Linked DNA regions of Anas platyrhynchos: region 2 is linked to region 1. Evidence: chromatin contacts called from public Hi-C data. All regions are on one chromosome and are shown on one strand. The core of a region is the stretch at or near the end of the contact, and the rest is flanking DNA. Distances in the headings are between cores, read along the strand shown. Region 1 has its middle 23 kb from the start of P2RY1. Region 2 overlaps RAP2B (RAP2B, member of RAS oncogene family).

Evidence for each region. A called contact is a pair of places that touch in the nucleus more often than the background predicts.
Region 2: a Hi-C map of subcutaneous adipose tissue shows a contact between it and region 1, with 2.2 times the contacts expected there. The contact joins two enhancer-like sites. A contact is called at or near these places in 3 of 8 Hi-C or Micro-C datasets (liver, skeletal muscle and subcutaneous adipose tissue).

Annotation. Positions count from the first base shown.
Region 1 is chr9:896,857-904,503 of IASCAAS_PekinDuck_T2T, reverse strand. No RefSeq gene overlaps it. Among named protein-coding and RNA genes, the nearest start is that of P2RY1, 23 kb to the right of the region's middle. Within about 2 kb of position 3,868, at least 4 of the 8 cell types and tissues checked have an H3K27ac peak or open chromatin away from gene starts, as enhancers often do. A contact at or near this core is called in subcutaneous adipose tissue, where this site is marked.
Region 2 is chr9:1,009,841-1,017,487 of IASCAAS_PekinDuck_T2T, reverse strand. All of the region lies in intron 8 of RAP2B (RAP2B, member of RAS oncogene family), which reads right to left. Among named protein-coding and RNA genes, the nearest start is that of ARHGEF26, 43 kb to the left of the region's middle. Within about 2 kb of position 2,962, at least 2 of the 8 cell types and tissues checked have an H3K27ac peak or open chromatin away from gene starts, as enhancers often do. A contact at or near this core is called in subcutaneous adipose tissue, where this site is marked.

The sequences.
Region 1 (7,647 bases), core at 2,619-5,118:
GGTCACAGATTGTATTTAATTTCATATTTCTTGCTTTATCCCCACAATCAGCACGTTAGCAATCTGCCCTTGAGAAGTGTTTGCTTTTGTGCTGTCTTGTCTTTGCATTTCTGGGATTGCTCAATCATGTGGAGCTAAATTTTATTTTACTGGAAAAAGAGTCTCATTAGCTTCAGTGAATGGTTTACAAATCCAGCCTAGACTTATTTTCATTTTCTTGCACTGGGGCAAATTCTGTGCCGATCAGCCCCTATTCAGTCACAAATACTCAGTGGGTTGCACAGCAAGTCCATGTACAACTTCATCCAGAGATTGTAGCCAAAATCAACTCGGTCTCTAGAAAGAGCATTTGCGAGCCTGTCCAGAAGACAATTTAAAATTCCTTGCATATTCTTAATAAAGTGACAAAGCTCCTTGAACTCTTAACTAATCCTGTGCACCCGTCAGACAGTCGTGAGAATTTATAGCGGTTTCCCCTGTTTTCTCAGCCTTTTTCCTCTGAACGCGAGCTGACACAGACCTGGGAATGGGGACAGTTTCCAAGGGGAGTTAAGAGCTGCTCTTGCTGTACGGCCAGCCAGGGGCACCCATCCCTCAGGAGCCTTTTGGCTCATTTCTTCCCATCTGTCCGTGTCACGGTGTACTGGAGACCTGCTCACACGGGGCAGTAATAGTATGTGAATATTACAAATCTTGTAAACATTTTATTCATATATATCCTCATTTTAGCAGTTTGTTTTTTGTAAACTAACCCCGTATGGGTGTGTGTTTGAAGGCTTGTTACAGAGCCTCTGTGTGAGCACTGCATGTAACCCACTGAGGGTCCCTCCGTGGCCGCCGCTGACAGCCTCAGAACAAAGTTAAGCAAATTGCCCCAAGCGGGGTTATCTGCAGAGGGAGCGGTGGCCAAATGCTGTCTGAGGTTTTACATCCGCAGACAAAAGGCTCCACCAGACCCGAGGGCTTGAAGCTGGAGGCCCGGCTGGGTCTGACACATGCAGATGTAATTCAGGCGGCTCACTTCCTCGCTGCAACAATGGGAGCACTGGGGCTCAGGAGCTTTCAAGCACCATTTGCTGCTCTTGTTTACAATCTTGTCTATTTTAAAATCAGTTCCCTCAGCCAAACAAGGTGACAAAAAGAATCAGATTAACAAACAGGATTAGTCTCCTGGTAGGTGTGTGAGCCAAACATAAAAGGGATGTGGGACGCCTGGAGAGCACCCAGAGAGGTGAGCCGATACCTGTTCCCCTTAACAAGCGGCGCGTTTGTAGGCACTTACACGAAACCTTCCAGCCACTGCGGCAAGATCAAGGCTGGGAGCAGTCAGAGCCGCAGGACACGTGCCGAGGGCTGCCTTTGGGGCAGCTGGTGTGTCCCGTCAGCACTGCTCTCCTGCAGCACGAGCAAATCCTCGTGTAAGGACATGGCACGGCTGCCAGCTCCGTCACGTCCACGTGAGCACGGCAGCAGCTTCCCGTGCATGCCTTGGTCTGCGCGATCCAAACCAGGGAGTTTAACAGGAATCGGTCATTTGGCCCAGGTCCAGCAATATCCCCTCAGTGAGGATGAAGTAAGAATGCAAAGACTTCATCAGCGGCTGGTGGAAGCTGCTGCAATTCCACTGCCTTCCACTGAGCTACCCCAAAGTACCAATACTGAGTCCTGCAGAGTTTTAACCACCGAGGATTATGGCCTGCTGCCGCCTTACTGATATGTCTCTTGCTGCTTTGTTTTTAACCTACTGACAGAAAAGCATTTGGTCTCAGCTGCAGAGCAGGACCAAAATGCCTCCCAAAGTGAGCAGCTGCTGGCTTGTAAAGCAGCTCTCCTTTCCCAGTGCCCACGCTGGGCAAGCCTCCTAACCCCTCGTGAACTGGAACCTCTCCTAACAGGTCTAGCTGCTGGCAGCCACCATGCACATGAATAAACAGCGGGCCTTCTACCTGGGGCATTAGCTGGAGGATTTACATGTGTACGGAAAGATTTCAGCCGGTATGAGAGCAGAGAGGCAGAGCACTGCGCTGCCCAGCATGCAGACCCGGGGGCCCAAATACTTTTATAACTGCGAGCACAAAGCCTGTGCTGATTGCACGGCCAGCATTCAAGTCCAGTGCCCAGCCTGGCTGCCCGTGGCTGTGCTCGGGGTGTGGGGAGCACCGTGACTGTGACCATGACCGTGACCGTGACCGTGACCATGACCAGCTGCAGTGACCCGGCAGGGACCCGTGTGTGCTGCTGGCCCTCAGGGGTCAGCTCAGCACTGCAGGGCCAGGCTGGAAGTGAAGGGAGAGAAATCCCTCCCCATCCCTGCTCCTCCTGGAGCAGCCGGGGCTTGCAGCACTGCCCTCCAGCTCTGAGGCTCCCTTCCTGCTTTTCAAACCAGACTGCTCCACTAATTGCTCTTAAACCTAGCTTCTGGAGTTGCTGTACCTTAAAGAGGGGTGAATCAGGTGTTTGGCTAGGGTTCCCGTGTACCCTGCAAGCAGACCTGGAAAATGGAAACTCCAAACCATACAGGTCCCCGCAGTTTTGGCTAGGTTTTGGGAGTTGTTTCTGCAGCAGTGTGGGGATGAGCACGTTGCAGCGCTGGATAGCACCAGGGCAGGAGGGATGCAAGCGTCGTGATACAAGTCAAACATGAACTGCGCAAGGAAACCTTGTCCACGCTGCTGCATGAAAAATGTCTCCAAGGCAACATGCGTAGCTCGAGAGGCTGTGCAATGTTCAGCAACACTGGTTGGATCGACGCTACCGGGATTTCAGTAGCTGGCAGGATGCTCTCTGCTCGGCCACCACCAGCCCGCATCCAGACTGCTGAATGTTTTCAGCACTGCAGTGCTATGAGTGCCCTTGGATTTGTTTTATACATTTGTCCCTTTATCACATTTTGGTTGGCTGTGGAATTGCTTTTACATTCACTTAGATTTAAAAATGAAGACAAGAAAACTGCACAAAAATAGCTGCTGCTTCTCCTTCAGATCTGGAAGGTGGTGGATTAAAACTTAAGGTCCGGTTTCAGAACATATTCAGCACTCTGCACTAGAGAGCTTACCCTGGCTAGTTTGTCAGACAAATAATTACAGTAATTTGATTACAGCTTATGAACACCTAAAGAGAACAAAAATTCGCTGCCTTTAGGTCTCTCTGGTCTGGCAGACAAAAGCGTGTTTAAGATCCAGTGCTTACACATTGAAGCTCTGTGATGCCAGAGTGGGGGCAAACGTGAAGAGCCAGGACAACCACGCACTGGAGCGCTTCCCTGAGAGCCAGCATGAGCCTCCTACCCCAGTGGCTTTTTTAAGACGAGATAATTTTTTCCTACACAAGATGCTGCAGCCAGGCAGGAATGTGGCTGGGGGAGTGCTGCAGTTTGTGTTATGAAGGAGGTCATGCTGGAAAATCACAGCGATCTCTTCTGGCTTCGCAGTCTTTGAATGCAGACTGCAAATCTACGGCAAGCAGAGCCAGTGAAATACAGAGCAGAGCACCTGAGATAGCACAGGGAAAGTAAACGAGGCAATTATTGAGAATTACAGAGCACCGTGTGGGTTGCTATTGTGGAGACGAAGCCTTCAACATCTCACATCCTGCATGGAGGCAGGTGGCTCAGATCCACACTGCTCCGTTTTGTCAGAGATGCGATAAATCATGTTCTTGACCAGGAAGGGTTTTACCCTTACCACAGAGAATGTGCACCCGTGAGGGGCAGCGAGTCCCCATGGCACAGGAGCAGGAGCAGGAGCAGGGCTGCTGGCAGCCCGGGGCAGGAGGCAGGAGGGCCGCACAGCCTCGCAGTGGGGCAGCAGGCAGGGCGATGCTGCAGCTCTCCTGCAGCTCCCGCTGCTGGTGACTGAATCCCGCATCTCCTGCACCACCTGCCCCGGGCACGGGGCGAGCCTCGGCAAGCTCTGAGCCCGAGCGGCTACAGCTGGGCCACAGGGCACCCTGCGAGGGATCCCGGTCCTGCCTGCTCCTGCCACACAGCTCAAGGGGGGAACGCTCCCAGAGCAGCACAGAGCACTTGGGAGGGCTGGGCACCTCCTGCTGGGGGGAGGGAAAGGGAGAGCCTTCAGGAGAGGATCGGACTGCACACTGCGAAAAAGGTGGTGGCTGTAGGGGTGGACAAACACTGGAAATGGCTCCTTTTTTCTTTTCTTTTTTTTTTCTTTTTTTCTTTTCTTTTCTTTTCTTTTCTTTTCTTTTCTTTTCTTTTCTTTTCTTTTCTTTTCTTTTCTTTTCTTTTCTTTTTCTCTTCTCGTCTCTTCTCGTCTCGTCTCGTCTCTTCTCTTCTCTTCTCTTCTCTTCTCTTCTCTTCTCTTCTCTTCTCTTCTCTTCTCTTCTCTTCTCTTCTCTTCTCTTCTCTTCTTCTCTTCTCTTCTCTTTTCTCTCTTCTTTTTTTTCTCTTCTTCTGCTTTCTCATCTCTGCTCTGCTTTTCTCTCTTCTTTCTCCCCTCTCTTCACTTTTTCTCCTCTCCTTTTCCTCTCTTTATTTGCTTCTCCTTTTTCTTCTCCCCTTTTTCTCCCCTTTCCCGTTCCCCTCTTCCCGCACCCCGCTCCCCGCCGATCCGATCCGGGCCGTGCCGCGCCGCGGGCGCCCCCTGCGGGCAGCGGGGCCGAGCCCAGCCGGGGGGGGGCAGCGCCTCCTGCCCCCATCCTGTCCCCCTCCTCCCCCCCTCCTGCCCCCCTCCTGCCCCCCTCCTGTCCCCATCATGCCCCCCTCCTGTCCCCATCCTGCCCCCAGTTGTGCCCAGGGGTGGCCTCGGGTCTGGCGCAGGGACCAGGTGACAGCGCAGCCCCTGCCCGCAGCTGTGTTAGCCTGGTGTCACCCGGGGGGGGCTCAGGGTGAGGGCTCCAGAAATCAAATGGCTTTGATGTAAAGGGAAGCCAACCACCAAGCACAACCCGGGCGCTTTCAGCGTGATTTCTGGTGACTTGCAGTGATATAACACCAGCCCATTTCTGCTCACGTGTTTTCAAGGGGGACTTTAGCTCTGCCTTCACCTATTTCCTAAATGCTTTCAAAAAGGTGGTTTTTTTTTTAAAGTATCTTAATCAATCCCGCATGCAGCTGATGCATCCATGTGCACTCACGAGGTGCAACTCTAACGCGTTGCTCTTCAGACTTCTGCTGGAGGCAAGGAGCAGCACCGCAGGGTTTCCTCCTCGCCACCTTTCTGTTAGGCTCACTCGCGGGCGCTGTCCCGTTTCTTGCTGGGGTGTGAGCAGTGACCCCGCGATGTTTGGTGCTTTCCATCTCACCTCCTTCCACCCTACTGCACCACGTCGATGGCCTCGAGAAGGCCCGGCCACACGCTGCTTTGCTGCGGCTCTTTGCCAAATGTTGCTTGCCGTGTGCTGTGAGCACTTAGGTGTGTAGTCAGTGCAGAGACAATTCCACCAAATAAAACAGATATAACTGAACCCAGCTGTAGCCAACAGCACTGGGGCACCACGGGGGCATGGCCATGGGGCAGGTGATATTGGGTGTGCGCCCTGTCCCCACAACCAGCGCAGTGCCTGCGCTCACACATCCCGGCTGGCACCGAGCCTTCACAGCACCGTGAGCAGATCTCTGCCCAGGGCCGACCCGAAGGGCCCAGCCTCGTGGCAGCATGTCCCCAGGTGCGATCGCATCCCTCTGCATCCTCCTCTGGCTCCTGCCTTGCTCCCGCATCCCGGCCGGTGCCGCCGGAGCAGGCAGCGCGCGTGCGCCGAGCAGTAACCATGGCGATGCCTGCGGCTGCGGGTCCTGGCTCGGAGGGTTTGCAGAGGAAGAGAAAGGCTGTTCTTCAGAAAAGCACATTAGCATTTTCCACCATCCCCTTCTTGTTTTTCATGCACGGGCAGTGCTGGTGCTGGGCAGGCAGGGGCCTGGAGGCACCTTGGGTGGAGAAGGAGCCGGGCCGTGCTCACGGCACGTGCTTTGGCTTCGTGATGGGGAGCGTGATGGAAATGGCTTTCACAGCAATTACCTCTGTCAGCCCGGGGAAGAGTTTTATTACAGGCTTTTAGCATCCCTGCCTGCACTGCCTCCATCTGAAGGCTCTTTAATTGGGCAGCCTTTCTCGGGGACGGTACCCAGCTGTCCAGTACCATGATATCTAAACATCTGATGGCTAACTACAGCTTACAGAATAAGTTTGTTCTCCTTCCAGAATAAACAAGTATATGTTTTGCCTATGTAAAATCTGTGTCAGTATGAGACCAGCTCCGTACAGCAGCGGAGGACAGGGTTGGTCCCATGCTAAGGCTGGCCAGCAGCTGGGAGCTGCGAGCCCAGAGCTGGCTCCAGCACTGCCACTGCTGGTCCCCCGTCAATCCCCTGGCGAAGCAAGGGTTGGTGCTTATTTAAACTGCCCAACGTTTTACCTAACCTATTCCTGATGTTTTAGTGAAAAGTGAGGCCATAAATCCACATTGAAAGGAGCGATCCCAAAGCTTTGCAAGACAGGAGGCCCATTATAAAGCTGCAAAGCCAATTCCTGCCAAGTAGCGCGTGTGTGATGGGAAGAGCCACCGAGACGCTTGCAGTGCCGAAGAAGTTGGGATCCAACTAATGCATTACCATACCTAAAGGGAATAAAAAACCTTCAGTGCTAAATGGTGCTTTCTGGTGTGTTTCAAAATTGACCTGCGATACATTATTTAGGAGCTCACATTATAACTTAGTCTTTCTTTTAGTGGGATTAGGACACTATTAAGCTCAAGAGAAATACATCATCTTTCCAAAAATAAAACACTTCATGATTTTAATGCATCTTCTTGTTACTGACACATCTGAACCAATCGTAATGCTGGAGCACTCCTCCTTTAAACTGCCGGGGTTATTAGACTTCATTTACCTTGTTTCCATCATAACATACTTACTTTCGTATCTGGATCACTGTGTGTCGAGCACGCCGCTGAACGCTAATTTACATTTTACCAAAACATCACGACTCCTTTCCTAGCCTCTTCACACCCACCTTGTTTTGCTCCAGTGCCGAGTTGCTCTGTTCAGCGCGTCTCCGTGACGGCAGGGTTGTGGTCTCGCTGTGCGAGGAGCACAGCAGCGCTTGCCATTTTGTGCTCCCCCCCGTCGCTCAGACACACCTCTCCTGTCCCTGCCCCTTCGGTCGCCTGCACACCCGGCACTCTTTTGCTTCCTGCTCCGCTAGCTGGAAGCTGTTCTCTGCCTGCCCTCAGCCTGCAGAAAGCCCTGCTGCTACTTGCCTGTGCCGAGCCGTGCAAGGTCATTTTGCAAGGTCGCCCTGCAGGAGGAGCATGGCACTTTGGAGATCTGGCACTGAGATGCTGTGATTAAAATGGGTACACAGCAGAGACTGCTTCCCAAACGAGAGAAAACGCCTCCATCCATTCCCGTAGGCCTGGTGGAAATTGTTCTACTTTTGGAACAGCAGAGAAACCCTTTCCCCTCTTCCTGAAACCCTGGGCGCAGCACGGGCCAGGGCCACTGTGCTCACTCCTGAGCCTGGCTGCTGGGAGGGGGCCCTCACCCTGGCCCCCGGGTGCTGCCGGTGCCCCAGTGCTGGTGGCTGCTCCAGCCTCAACCCCGGCTTTCCCTGGTCACACAACTGCTGTGATTTTCACCAAGGACTTGGCCACGAGTGGGGAGCCTCACGGGGTGCCCACAGGCGCGGTGAT
Region 2 (7,647 bases), core at 1,713-4,212, 110 kb before region 1:
GAGGAGAAGAGGTTCCCTGCAGATATGTGTCATCTTAATGTTTTGGTTTTAGTTTTGACAAAAGCATTTGTGAATATATCAGAGGGAGGAAGAGAAACAAATGCACACAGGATTTAGTAACCTCTGAGGGCACGGAGCAGCACACCTCTCACGTTACCTCAGAGGAAAGGACAGCTGCTGAGAACAGCTTTTTACTTCCACTACTGTCCCCCCCACGTGACACTCGGTCAGTACCATCATCAGAGCGATATCTGTGATGCTGAAGTGTACAAGCTTTTCCTCACGGGCTGAGCCACACAGAACGCAGCAGTGATCTTTGCTGGTGTAAAGATGTTCCTTTATAGACAAAATTCTGTCTTCATGGAAACAACATGCAGGACTATGATATAAGACAACATCTAATTACAACACATCTATTACTACAGAATAATTGACCATGTTTATGCCCCCAGTGGCTGCCTCGCTCAGCACCTACACACCCTGTGCCCCCACAGCTCTGCGCCCCCCTGCCAGGCTCTGCTGAGCTTGGTGCTTGGATGGGTGTTTAAGTGCTGCTGCTGAAAATGGTCAGCATTGCCTCACTTAGTTTTGCATTTAAAAAGTAAAACATCACAAGACACATGTGAATTTATCATCCAGCATTAGATCAGCATTGACTTGTGTTTGAAAAATTGTCTGTATTTCAAGTTCAGAACAAGATTTGAGTTCATGGGGGTTTTGTGCAGATATGTGCACTGGCCAGGAATAGCTGGGGCTTGTAAGACAACTCTTGACAAATCCTGAAAAACCCTTTTCACACTGAATGTGGTCCAAATTCCTCTTTGAATCTCATTATGACTTATCCTACCAGCACACTGCTACACTGCTCAAGAATACTAGAAGTGTCTAAGCCTTCTTTTTTTTTTTTTTTTCCCTCACCTGGAAAAATGACTTTATCAGATGAATTTATATAGAAGAGATCTTTCTAGATCAAACTGAAATTTTATACAAACATAAGATCCTAACTTCCAAATACACATCTGTTTTTATCCTTGAAGCTGACCTATCATTATCATGGACTGCTGGTGTTTAATATGCAAGCTTCCCAATTTGTCTTTGAAAAGTTATCAGAGGAATATCATGCCACAGAATATATAATGACTTATTTAGTCCCTCAAGTCCTCCATGTATGTGAACCAAAGAAAAATGGAACAGAAGATTCCATACAGCACTAAATCAAATGCAAATTGACTTTATAGCATGCTTACAGCTAGATTAAAAAAGAAGGTGGTGGAATTTAACTGTATTCAAATTCCCTATCATTTCCTAAGATGTTTGTAAGCCTGTGTTTAAACATTGCCAAGCTCTGCTGCCTCATAAGAGCTCCCATTGCTTTATGCAGCACCCGTTTAAGAATAGCATCAGATTTGCAAGCAACAGAAGTTGAGTTTCCATGCTTTAATGTCATTGAAAGGAAGCATTTCAGAGAGCTACTGCTCTGAAACCAAAACAAAAGATTATTGCATTGGAGTCGCTTACTCCAGGCTGTTTACCATTGTGTTCCTGCTACCTGTTAACAAAGCCCGCTCTGCTCAGAAAAGCTCATGTGTTAATTTGTGTGTAATGACATCAGGAAATAAAGAGGAGATTATCTCTTTGTCTTAGAGCTGATCTGCAGGAACGCAAGTACTGGGGGAGAGTTCAGCCTTCTGCTTTTCAGTGCTTCCTTGGCAGACAGCACATGCAGACTATTTGACAGGTATATACAGGTGACTATCAAAGAACAGACCCAATTGTGATTTATACTTCCTGTTAAAAGAGTCTGAGGAAAATAAAATAAAATAAAAATAGCAAGATTTTTTTTTTCTCCACTTTTCTTTACAAATACCAGGAATTTAGTCCAGATCTCTCGTCTTTCTTGGAAACTGTGTTTCATGTATACGTCATAGCTATTTACTGCAGAATGTCACAGCTGAAACATGGTAAAAACACCGACATTTTAACAGAGATGCGCTCTCTCTGACTCACTCTTACGGACTGGAATTACCTCAGTGGTAAAAAAGCTTTCATTTAGAATCAAGGAACTTGAATAATTTTCTTATTACTTCTAAAAGTGGTGAAAGAGTCAAAGAGAACACAGTGGATGGTAGATTACAGTGAGGTGCTATTTACAATAACAAAATTCTGAGGTACCTGAAGCCTCTTTGAGCAGAAAGAGAAAAAAGAAAAAAAGAATAAGGGTGTAGATGCCTCCTTTGCAAAGGGACTGCCATTTTTAAAGGCTTCAGCTAAGGCCCAAAGCATGGATGTTAAGAGGGTTTGACCTAACACATAATAAATAGTTGTTTTTGAAAGTACAGGCCAATATTTTAAGTGGTGTGACTCTAGAATGAATATGTGATTCTTATTAATGTTTCTATAATAATAAATCAAATTTAGGAGTTAGACCATGGCTGGAAAGGAGGATTTTTTGCACCAAGGCTGAGGTGAGCAGCTCAGCTCCTTCCTGCTCCCCCAGCTGACCATCTCTGTCTGGAAGTGTGCTCTTCTAGAACCTGGAAAAGCACATTGTGCAGGTTCACCAGATGATTGCTGGCTTCTGAACAGTGACCGTTTTCCCTAATCCAGATTCTCCTCCACCAAAGACTTTTTTTCCCCAGCAGATGTTGAACAGATGCGTTTTATTATAAACAGATGGGGAAGATTTTTCAATTACCAATTATTCAAAGTGACAAAAAAAGCCTGTTGCACAATTTGCAGACGATACTGAAATAACATTTATGCACATTCAAAAAGAATATTAAAATGATATTATTAATCTGGATTATATGGTCCTTATCTCTCTGTTTTCTCAAGGTTTGGGGCTGTACCCTACTTGCTGCAGGCGCAGCACTGCAGGGACAGCCGCACCCTGCCCTGCAGCCCCGCGGCTGCCCTACTGCAGCATCAGCCCTGAAGGAAATTCCTGGTGACTTTCACAACATCCTGGCAGCACGGGGAAGTCAGAGAGCTCCAGCTGAGAAGCAGCATTACTACGCACCAGAGCAGTGCACTCTGACTAAAGCAGCTGCTAAGCACGAGCTGCCCTTCTCACACCCCAACACCCAACGCTAGCGTTCCGAGGGGAACGAGACCCTGGCTTAACATGAAGACATACATCCCTATTTCCCTTCTGTGGCAAACAGTTTAAGGGAACAGGCAGCACATCATATTTGTCAAATAGCCCTCCGGTAGGTTTGAGATGCAGATGCAGGGGAGCACCCACCGCTCTCATCTATGAAGCCATTTTTTTTGCAGGAGTGTCTTTGAAACAGTGCGGCCAATACAAGCACCCATTTCCAGCACTGCTGCCGTAGTAAGGAACATGACTTACATCAGAAAAGTTTAATTTATTCTAAAAAGCACTGTCCTGAGTCTGAAGAAGAGAAGGACACATAGGAGAAAAGGCCACAAAACTATTAGAAAAGAGGGAACTCCTAATCTCTTGGCCAGCACACCTCAGCTACTCTAGGGAATGGTAAGGGAAACCAGAATTACCAAGTGAGAAAACTTCAAGCATTTCCTTTTTTTAACATTGTCTCTTTCGAACGTCTTATGGTCATGTGAGTATAATCTTAAATGAAGCCTTTGTTTGCTCATTAGCCTTGGTGATGGCATGGAGATGGAAAACCAATTGCAAGAAAAGCCTGCTGAGGTCCTGAGTCTCACTGCAGGTGCTGCTACTGCTTCCCTGCAGCAATTCGACAGCAACACACATGAGATGGGAGCAGAAAAAGATAGAGAAAACACAACAACACCCTGTGACAGCACCACACTTTCATGTACATCAGCAGGAGAATGAAAGGCAGGTGGGCAGAGGGGAGCTGCTGGCAGAGCACTTACCCGCCTGACGAGCTGCAGGCAGCTGAGAACATCCTCCAGGTTGTGAAGCTGTTCAAGAGGGAAGTTTCCATTCAGCACTCTTTTTAAACAGATGTGCTATGCCATGATTTTTTTTTTTGTTGTTCTGTGATGGTACTTACATGTTAACTACAGAGTTCCCATATAGCTCAGTGATTTTCTAAAGATTCTCTTACAGTACTGACATTTTCAATTTCCTCCAAAGAAAATCTTCCATCTTATACAATGACTCCCCCAACCCCGATAACAACTGGAGAGGGATAACAAACTGAAGCTTGTTCAGAAGCTAAATCAATATCAATATCAAATAATTTACCATTATTGTCTCTGTGACTGTCTGGGGTACTTTGAAGAAGGTGATGCATTTTCCTGCAGTCTCATAACAAATGCTCCCGTTAGCATAAGTCAAATATTTTAGTACTGTTGAAGCCCTGTAAGGCTTTTACAGTGTGTGCTCCCTCTCCCAGTCACCACTGGGAGCAAATGTAGAAAAAGCAAAGGAAAATCACCGACAGGGAGTAATCTTTTGGCTTCCAATCACTCTCATCAATGCCTCCGGCAACTGTAATTGCCTGATTTTCAGCAGATTTCTTTTTCAAATATTAAAACAAGAACATATTTTCCTCTTAATTCCTGTTTGATTGCAGAGGGAATTTGTGTGAAAGGATATTCCTGGATATTCAAATGAGCTGTTAGAAACGATGTCTCATGAAGTGTTTAGAAAACATACAAACAACGTGCATTCTTTGGGATTCTTTGTCAGGGCAGATGCAACAATAGACCTTAGGAAACATGAGCAGATGTTATTCTGCACACTCTACATTTCTGAGTCTTTAGAAATTCATGAGGTCTTTTGTAGGTTTTATGAATCTTCTAATAACCCTGCAGCTGTTCAATTCAGAACTACAAAGATGTCCTCCGACGTTCGCTTGAATCTGCGAGCACAGAAGGCAGCACTGGAGCAGCCAGCACTTCTCACAGGTCTGCAAGATGTTGTCTGGAAGGGCCGGCCCGGCCCTGCTCTGAACGCAGCCACTTTCCTCACCCAACCTTCACAACTGCCACGCCACAGCTTTTGTAATCCTGTCGCATAGCTCCCATCCCTTTTAACCAGACATCTCAAAGACAGTTCAACTTTTTCTGAATATTCCCATTTTCCACATGGCCAGCACTATGATTATTTTCTGATTTTATGAAAAGAATCACTTAAGTTGTCAACAATAGCACAGAAACTCATTTACTGCATCACACTGGTGCATTCTCATAAATATATTCTGGTCAGGAAAGACACAAATCACATTGCAGATGGTTTCACTAGAAAATGTGTATTTGATCAACAACAATTGCACTGCGCTGCGCTTGGTTTGATTGCTGAGAGTCAAGCTGTTTTACGCTGACCCTCTTCTGACAGAGCTGCATTCCCTTCTGGATTGCGAACGGCCAGATGGAGTGCTCGCGTCTTTGCTCATTCTCCATTTTTGTTGTCTCACCTTGCATTTAGTTTAAATTCATTGTTGATTTTATTTAGTTCACGGTATCTACTGCTAATTTGGAAAAATGCTACTTGATCTTACTCATGTAGTAACTGATGTAGTAATTGGATGGTCCTCTGGAGAAAAAGATGTTTTAAATATTATGCTTGGCTACTCTCCAAAGGTAGGCAGCATATCACCAGCTTCTGTCCTTGATCCACCATTTGAAAAATTCACTTCAATTACCTTTAGAGTTCCTTGAATGAGGCAAATCATCACTCTAAATGCAAAGCATCTGGGTGATAATTGATCAAATACGGTAACTGTTCAAAAGAATTATTTCTGTGCATGGCAATATAAGTTTACTTTAACAAGAGCAACATTTATTTTAGCAAGAAAATTTGCAGTCTACATTCAATATATTTATTCCTTAAAATAAGACCTATCCTGCTGTATGTATTAAGTATTGTCAGTAATAATACATGGGAAAATACTAAGAGTGTTAACTGGATTTGATGTTCATAAGCACAGAAGAGAGAGGCATGAAAGACAGCAATATGTAATGCAGCTCATAGAATGAACTGCCTTAAAAAAATGCTGTGAAGTGAAGCAGACTTGAAATCACGGAGGCAGTTCTTCAGAAAATGAAAATGTAGCCTACCCAGAATTTCTTACAGGTAAAGCTTTTACATCAGCATGTAATTCAGAAACTCACTGGCAGAAGTCGTCATTTAAGCTAAGAATGCATGGTCCTGAAGGATGTGTCTTACAACGAAAACGTTTCTGGTATCTTGTTATCCTTCTTAACCATAAGTTATGCTTAGGAAATAGTAACCTACGATTGCACAGATTAAATCATTTTTTACAACAGCAATTCCCAAACTACAGACAGTTGGCTCCTCTTGGTCAATGGAGCTATGGTCACCAGTCTGCAACAAAAAGTTCTACGAACTCCTTGGTTCCATGTGGCTGCGCTCTCGGTCCACCACTAACACAAAACTTTACGACCAGGGGGTCACAAATGAGATGAGAAGACATATTGTTGTCTTGGGACTGCCTCCTGAGTGCTTCTTGCTCTTGCACGTGGGGTGGCAGCCAGCAGCTGTGCCCGGGTGGCCAGCCCCCATCCTGACCCCCGCCACGCGGCGCAGTGCAGCTGGCGGGCAGCACAGGTACCCTGCTGCCTTTGTTTGGCTTCAAACACATCCAATGCAATGAGACAAGATTTAATCAGCCGTGTATGAGTACTACTCTAAAGTAACATATAGAAGCTCTTGTAAAATGCTGAAACACTGCAGAACCTCTCCACGGACAGAATTTGGATACAGGAAGGTTGGCATCTGCTTTGCAGATATTAAAGAACTTTTGGTTTACCACAAGAAACTGAAAAAAAATAAAATCAAATAGCAATTAAAGCCATTAGAAAGATAGATAGATTCGATGGCTTTAAGAAAAGGAAGGCTTTTCCTGCAAGCCTGTAAGTTTATACACTAAATACAAACGTGTTGCCATAACCAGTGTGTAATGCTCATCGTCACAGAAAAGCCATGTATGACGTGTTTCAGTATGCTTCCATCAATTTATTGCAGAAAAAAAAAACAAAGGACACTGCCCATATCAGACAGGGCAGAAAGCTGCTGTGTGGCCCCGGGGGGCAGCAGGAGGCTGCAGGGCACGCGCTGCCTGGCGGGGCTGGAAGGGCGCTGGGGCTCTCAGGCTGCTTGTGGGGTGGCTGCAGGCCCCACGCTTAGACCTGCTTTGTGGCAAACATGTTGATCACAGCATTCTATAGAGTTTGTAGGACTCACCCTAGTTGAGAATTATTCTTGCCACAGAAAATAAAATTACAGTGTTCTGTTTTAAATAAGCTTAGAATTAGTGGCGTTTAAATAAGCTCAGAATTAATTGCTCGTCTGGGGCAGCACTGAAGCATTCAGAAGGCACCAAGGGTGTTAACTCCCCTGAGGGGTCTCAGCTCAACGCTGAGATGGACAGAGCTTAAGGACACGTCTCACAGACCAACCAAAGCAGGGATTGGGCACGCCTTGGCAGAATTGTAAGGTACAGCCCCATGCACCAAGTGTCATAAAACCAGAGAGCTCCTCCTGGCAGACCCTAAGAACCTGCATTTCTCTTGAAGCAGTATGGCAGACTGCAAAAAGGGAAGCGATGGTTCTTGTGCTTCCTGGAGAAGGAAGCCTGGAGAGCCTGCTGATTAAAAATAGAAGAAAAAAGTAGAACAACAGAAAAAGAGAAGAAGCTCAGGCTTCAGCCAGGTGCTGATCAAAGAGCTTAG